Regions from separate parts of the Mus musculus genome. Here region 2 is linked to region 1. A link is a contact called in public Hi-C data. All regions are on one chromosome and are shown on one strand. The core of a region is the stretch at or near the end of the contact, and the rest is flanking DNA. Distances in the headings are between cores, read along the strand shown.

Region 1 (3,496 bases), core at 889-3,388:
TTTAACATTCTTAGTCATTAGTGAAATGCAAACCAAAACTACTTTAAGATTTCATAGTACACCAGTCAGAACGGCCAAGATCAACAAAACAAATGACAGCCCATGCTGGCAAGGATGTGGGGTAAGGGGGACACCTGACCTTTGCTGGTAGGAGTGCAAACTTGTACAGCCACAATGTAGATAATTGTGGTGGTGGAAGCTGGGAATAGCTCTACCTCAAAAGCCAGCTACACCACTCCTGGGCACATACTCAAAGGACTCTGTATCTTGCTACAGCGGCACTTGCTCAACCATATTCATTGTGGCTCTGCTCATCATAGTCAGAACTTGCAAACCGCCTAAATATCCGTGAATGGATAAATGGGTAAGGAGAATATAGGACATTTACACAACGTAACATCATGAGAGTCTCAGGTAAATGGGTGGAGCTTGAAAAAAGTCATCCGGAGTAACCTAGATCAAAAACTACAAATATGCTGGGCGATGGTGGTGCACACCTTTAATCCCAGCGCTTAGGAGGCAGAGGTAGGCGGATTTCTGAGTTTGAGGCCAGCCTGGTCTACAAAGTGAGTTCCAGGGCAGCCAGGGCTATACAGAGAAACCCTGCCTTGAAAACAAACAAACAAACAAACAAAAACAAAAAAAGAAAACCCTACAAATATGGTATATATTTGCTTATATGTAGATGAGGGCTGCTAAGTCTTGGATAAGCAGGCTACAATCCATATGACCACAGAGATTATGTCTAGCACTGGGGTGTGTGTGTGAGGGATGCTTCCTGGGGAGGGGAAATAGAATAGATAGAGGTGGGGGAGGGGGCACTGGAATGGGAGAATCAAACAAGAGAGGGAAGGACGAGGGGCAAGGGAGGGTATATGGAGAGGGACAGTTAAAATTAAGGGACATTCGAGGGCTCCTGTAGAAACCTAGCACAGTAGAGGCTTCTTAAAATATATGCATATATGAAAGAAATCTAAGCAATGAGGGAGAAAAGCTGCATCCAGATATCTCTTGCCTTCCACTGAAAGCCCCAGGCCCAGGAATGGGTTACATCTAATCATGTCGTTGGCCAAAGGGGCTCCATGAAACCCCCTAACAACACAGGCTACCACCAAGCCTATTGGTTTCTCCCCACAAACTGATGAAGCCCTCCTACTGAAGGTGATAGCTATATAACTCACTCAGCACAGAGAAGTCGAGCTGCTGTCTACCCAGAGCCTTTGCCCCTACTGACTAATGTTCAAGCTACTGGAGATACTCTGAACACTGCAAAAATAAATGGCAACTCAGCTATAAGCCTTTCGATCTTATTTTATCATTTTTTTAAATGCCTGTTTGTTTTTTAATGAGAGAGAACAACAAAGGGTATGGATTTGGGTGAGTGGAGAGGTACAGAAGATCTGGGAGGAGTTAAGGGAGAGAAAATCTAGAAGAAAAAGAAGGAGAAGGAGGAGGAGGAGAAGGAAGAGGAGGAGGAGGAGAGGAGGAAGAGGAAGAGGGAAGGAGGAAGAGGAGAAGGGGATGAGGAAGAGGAGGAGGGGGTTGAGGAGGGGAGGAGGGGGAGGAGGAGGAGGAGGAGAGGAGGGGGTGAAGGAGGAGGGGGAGGAGGAGGAGGAGGAGGAGGAGGAGGCGGCAGCAGCTTCTTGCAGAAGAGCTGGGTTTGATTCCCAGCACCTACGTGGTGGCTCACAACCATCCATAACTGCAGTTCCAGGGGAGCTGATGCTCTTTTCTAACCTCCAGGGGCACCAGGCACACACACAGTGTCACACATATATGCAGGCAGAACACTCATATACATAAAATAAAATATGTAAATTTGAAGAAGGAGGAAGAGGAGGAGGAAGGGCTGAGGCTCAGCTGATACACTGTTGAGCTAGATTATACAAAGCCCTGGGTTCCATCTTCAGCATTGCACAAACTGGTGGAAGTGGTACTTGTCTGTAATCTCAGGTTGGGATTGGAGGCAAGGGCATTAGAAGTTTCATGTTATCCTCTGATACTTAGTGCGTTTGAAGCCATCCTGGACTACATGAGACTTTGCTTCACAGTAACAAGAACCCCCAAAACCTAAGGATTCATCAAAACGAAACTGAAAATGCCTACCATCCGGTCTCAGATACAGGCAAGAAAGCAGAAAGTGTAACCTGGCAACGCTGACCGCTGACCGCTCAGGCAGAGGAGTCGTTTCGCTTTCCAGGCTCTTGACCTGGGTTTCCACAGAAAAGGCTGGGCCAGCCTGCATCGAGAAGGAGACCCTGTCTCAAAAAACAAGCAAACAAAACAAGAAAAAGGAAACCCACAACAACAAAGAAGTAGAAGCAATGGCAAAAAAAAAAAAAAAAAAAAGAATTATAAAAGAGCGAAGGAAAGTACCCCACAGAAGACGCACAGAGAGAAGGGAAGACTGGGACGTGAATGGAGAATCTGTGGGCTCCAGGCAAGCTCAAGGAGCCCAGGGCAGGGAGGGAAATGGAGAAAACATGGTCATGAGCTATGCCTGAAAAGCTCCCAGATCTCAGATGAAAACCATAGACACACAGGGTTTAAAAGGCTGAACAGACAGCAAGCACAAGAAACAAAACAAAAACATGTAACAAACGGTTACATGTAACAAAGCCGACGAGTATGGTGCTGCAGGCCCTGCCACCCCAGCATTTGGGAAGGGACGGCAGGAGGAATGTGTGCTCAGGGCAAGGCCAGCCTAGGCTCCATAAGAGAATCTCAGGGTGTGCGGAGCTATTAGACTGTCCCAAGGGGTCGGTCGGAGTGGGGCAATATGGGGTAGTCATTAAAAAAAAAAAGCAAGGTGGCCATGGTGACGCACACCTTTAATGCCAGAACTTAGGAAGTAAGGCAGGCAGGAAGATCTCTGTGAGTTCATGTGTCTAGGCCAGCCAGGGCTATGAGACCCTATTTCAAAACAAAGCAAAAACCAAACAAAACCTATATAATTCCAAGTTTTGATTTTAAGGATTAGAGAAAGTTAAACACACAGCTCCAACAGACCCAGTAATTCTGAATACAAGTATTTACCTAGATGAAATGGAAACATCTGTTTATGCCAGATTTATACAGGAGTACTCACAGCAGCATTATCCCAAGAGGAAAAGGCAAAACACCTCAAATGTCCATCATCTAATGACTGGATCAGCAAGATGTGGAATATGCATACAACTGGAGAAAGAAATTCAACAGTGATGCAGGTGTCAGCGTGGAGGAACATTTTTAAAAACTGTACTAAGTGACTAAAATATATGTTGTGTAAATATATTTATGGGAACAGCAGCATCTTAGGAATTCTATGGGGCCGGGGATGTGGAATGGGGTGGGGAGAGGCAGGGGGATAGAGGACAGAAAACCAGAGGGAAGGGCTTTTCTTTTGGAAGGATGTACAGAGATCGATGGAACAGAAAACTAAACACTAGCATCAATGAAAACACAAGCTGTTATCTATACTCAAATGAAAACTGTAAGCCTTTAAGCCAGGTGAGGA
Region 2 (3,844 bases), core at 637-3,136, 170 kb before region 1:
CTGCTCTTTTCCCAGAGATAGAAGCGTCTTTTAAACCACCCTCCTTTTTTTTTTTTTTTGTCTTTTAATTTTTTTTTTTTAAATGATGGAAGAGTAAACATTTTTTTTCTCAAAAAACAAACAAAAAAATCTGTAAACAAGAAGGTTCACCGTGGGAACCTTCAAAACAACATGGAAAGCCTGTTCAAAGTGCAGGGCCCGTCCTGGGCAGCAGGCGGGCTGCAGGTCACAGCGGTGGCCACAGTTTCTCAAACTGTAGAGCGAAATTCTTTAGTTTTACAACATGAAAAAACTGGTGCAATACTTTCATTAAGAATCCTACGTCAGTATCTTAACTTGATCTTTTCAACTCCACGATACCACACTAAGGTAGGCAACATGAGGCATAGTAGAGAGCGCACGCCTTGAGAACACCCTTGAGTAAACATCTACACTGGAACAGCTGCCCCCATATTGCCGATTAGACGGAGAACATCACTCAGTGCAAAGGTAAAAGCTCATACGTCAGCCCCAAAACGGTTTTGCAAAAAATACAAATAAAAATAAAAGGTGGGGATGGGGATGGAAATGGAGGAAAGAAGGAATCCGAAGGCTAAACATGATGAATACACAAGTGAGCTCATTCCACACGGTAGCTGTATGGCGCTGTTTGGGAGTGTAAATAGATAGATACCCTTTCACATTATAATATTGGCCTGCATGATTCAAGTATTCAAACTGATATGTTTTGGGGAAAACAAAGTGGAGAATGTGCAGAAAACAGCTGTTCCCACAGGTGCCCTGGCTGCAGGCGGCGAGCCCAACTTAGTGCTCCTTTCCTTCTCTTCGTGAGGTCACAGTTTACGTCTATACCTATGCCATTACATGGACTCCCCACCCCCACCCAGGTGGTCAACAGAAAGAAAAGCATTAATGGGGGATGGGCTGCTAATTCCCCGGGGGTCGCTGCTCGGGGGACCCCACAGGCTTGTGGAATAATGTGGGGTCCCCCAGAGGGAAGTGCCGTGAAGGTCTCCACAGTTAGCTCCCGACAGCCCAGCACCATTCCAGTGATTGACATCAGTCCGGCTGGAGAACGAGTGGGAACAGTCGAGAGAGCCCAGCCGGCTCTGGCTGGACCCGAGAGACTGCCAGCCAGGAGAAGGGGTCAGAGACTGACTTTGTGCAAAGAAGCGACTGATCTCCTCTTCACTGGCAAACTCAGCGAGAATAGTAGTGTTCCCCAGCACACACCTAGAGGAGAGGGCACAACATGAGGTCTTCTAGATGCATGGCTTCATAAGCTCAACTAGCAGTGTGACCTGCTCCGAGAGAAAACCAAGGAGGTGCAGAAGGAGCCTGGCCTGCTCCATGCCCAGAGTGAATGTTCCAGAAGGGGTTATGGGGCATCTAGACCAGGTCTGCCTCCCATAGGCAACACAAGGGCTTCTCCAGGATCTAAGGTCACGTTCTATTTTCTGAAGTAGCCTTCAACGCCTAGGCTCAAGTTATCCCTCCGCCTAAGTCTCTCCTGGTCCACATTAACCAGGTCTACACAGGGGTCTTGGGTTGGGCTTTTACTCTCAGCTCTCCCAGCCTCTCCCCTCCCCATCAGGAGTCTTGGGGCAACTTACATGTGCAGAGACTTTTGTGCCTTCACTACCTCTTCTTTTGAACTGTAACGGACCAGAGCATTTCCATGTGGGAGGTTCAGATGGAATGTAATCAGTGGGCCATGCTGCATGCACAGGGTGCGCAGAGTTGAGCCATCAATCTAGACAGAGCAGGCTGCGGTTAGGGCCTCCATTGTGAGAGCCATTGGAAGGTACCTCCTTCTCATGCCAGGTTCAGTGCCTCTTCCTTATATGCAGTGGGCTAGAGCTAGGCGATGAGTCATCACCCCAGGCACGGCTTCATGTCTTCCCCCACCTACTCCATGACAGAACCTCAAGACACTGCTCCCTACGAGTGGGAGAGTAGCCTCCTAAGAAAATACTTAGGAAAGAGTAGACCAAGCTCTCTGGAGGGGTAATATAATCCCACAAAGCCACACTTGCAAAGCCCAGCACCACTCAGTACTGGGTGAGACATAGGTATCTGCATTACTGTGCTGCCCTAAACATAACAGCATGAAAACCACTGGATCAGACTAGAGGCAGCGAAGTGTCACCCTCTGCCTGGCCTTGATGAGCAGTGTCAGGCCTGTTTGGAGCGCATAGCTCTCCCCAGCCCACTGTATGCACTGAGCGGGTGCCTCCTTACCTGAGGTGTGAGGTTCTTCAGAACAAGCCAATTGGTTATTCTCCCTGAGCTGCTCTCACCCCAGCTGGAGCCTGAATAAAGAGCAAGCAGTCAGCACTCTACAGCTCTGCCTGAATGACTGTTTAAGACAAGTACAGCCAATCAAACGACAGCTAATCTCAGTCCTCGGGAATCTGGGCTCCTTTCTCTTTTGCCTACTTTCCCCTCATGCAACAAAGATCTGTGATATCAGCTTGCTCCAGCCTGGATCAGGTGCTGAGCCCTACCTTCAGGTGCCTCTATTCCATGGCATCTTTCCATTTAGGGTAAACTACTTCCAAACGGTGCCCAAGGGCAGGCCTCAGGTAAGCCTTTCTGCATCTGTCCCTAAGACAAGTACCTTTAAGGGCACTGAACTGTTTGGCATCAGGTATCTTTTGATTTTGTCTAGGTTACTGAGTGAGTTCTCCACTGAGCCTTTCCTGCATGAGCCTAAGGCAATCCCTCTCCTTTAGAAAGTAACATCTAAACATGATTAAGAAGCACCTGGCCCCGTGACACCTTACAGGTATTTCACAGTATGTCACTGGGCCCTATGTCTGCTTGACCTTAGGGGTCAATAGCACCCACTTACGCTTTCAAATGTCTGCCTAAACAGTAAACTTCATGGTGATTCTTGTTTGTTTGTTTGTTTGTTTTTGAGACAGGGTTTCTCTGTGTAGCTCTGGCTGTCCTGGAACTCACTCTGTAGACCAGGCTGACCTCAGACTCAGAAATCTGCCTGCCTCTGCCTCCCAAGTGCTGGGATTAAAGGCGTGTGCCACCACCGCCTAGCCATGGTCATTCTTGGGATGGGCCAAGCTACTACCAAAACAAGCCCAATCTCTATCTTCTCTCTCCAGCTTAATTTTCCATGTACCAGTCTTGTTCTGCAAGCCAGCCATGAGTTAGGAAACAAACAGACCTTTTAAGATGCATTCCCTTAGGGCTGAGGGGGTGCACACGTTTAATCCCAGCACTTGGGAGGCAGAGGCAGGTGGATCTCAGTGAGTTTCATGCCAGCCTGGTCTACAGAGTGAGTTCCAAGACCCGCCAGAGCTACTCAGAGAAACCCTTTCCCCAAAACCAAAACCATTCAAACAAAAGAACAGAAACAGACAGACAGACAACAAAAAGCAAGCGTTCCTAAGGAGTTTCTGAGAAGAGACCCCACTAGCACTGCTTTGCGTAAGCATTCTTACTTATTTAGACAAGGTCTCCAGGGTCTCATGTACAGATGACACCAACATCCTCATACTTACTGCTCCTGCCTTCACTACCCCTGGGCTAGGATTTCAGGCATGCACTACCATACAGGTTGGCTAAACATTCTTAAGGAAATTAATCAAGACTCCTAAAGATAAGAAAATTATAAAAGGTAGAGATGAACTACAATTCTGCTCAAGCTCACTCTGCCTTTACAGAGTGTGACCCCGCAGCTCACAGTGTTGGTCCACAATCAAGCACCACAGCTATCGTGTCTTACCTGGGGTATATCTGGCATCAGAATTTCCCCATCCTCCACCTACACGAAGGGGAGAATTATCCCACGTAGACAAGGGTGGCTTCTGACCAGTCAGCCCCG

Evidence for each region. A called contact is a pair of places that touch in the nucleus more often than the background predicts.
Region 2: a Hi-C map of Th1 cells shows a contact between it and region 1, with 3 times the contacts expected there. The contact joins two enhancer-like sites. A contact is called at or near these places in 16 of 39 promoter capture datasets (the 3T3-L1 cell line, 3T3-L1-derived adipocytes, the HPC-7 cell line and 11 more), 3 of 15 datasets of contacts at CTCF or cohesin (the NIH/3T3 cell line, embryonic stem cells and pro-B cells), 46 of 484 Hi-C or Micro-C datasets (the AML12 cell line, the AtT-20 cell line, B cells and 28 more), 11 of 115 datasets of contacts at active chromatin or transcription factors (bone marrow-derived dendritic cells, bone marrow-derived macrophages, embryonic forebrain and 7 more) and 1 of 9 other capture datasets (embryonic stem cells).

Annotation. Positions count from the first base shown.
Region 1 is chr7:123,023,948-123,027,443 of GRCm38.p6, reverse strand. No RefSeq gene overlaps it. Among named protein-coding and RNA genes, the nearest start is that of Rbbp6, 55 kb to the right of the region's middle. Within about 2 kb of position 2,138, at least 27 of the 459 cell types and tissues checked have an H3K27ac peak or open chromatin away from gene starts, as enhancers often do. A contact at or near this core is called in Th1 cells, where this site is marked.
Region 2 is chr7:123,189,968-123,193,811 of GRCm38.p6, reverse strand. It overlaps Tnrc6a (trinucleotide repeat containing 6a), which reads right to left. Exons shown (of 24, transcript NM_144925.3): 21 at 3,746-3,844; 22 at 2,242-2,312; 23 at 1,614-1,753; 24 at 1-1,233. The coding sequence ends at 861. Among named protein-coding and RNA genes, the nearest start is that of Slc5a11, 23 kb to the left of the region's middle. Within about 2 kb of position 1,886, at least 25 of the 459 cell types and tissues checked have an H3K27ac peak or open chromatin away from gene starts, as enhancers often do. A contact at or near this core is called in Th1 cells, where this site is marked.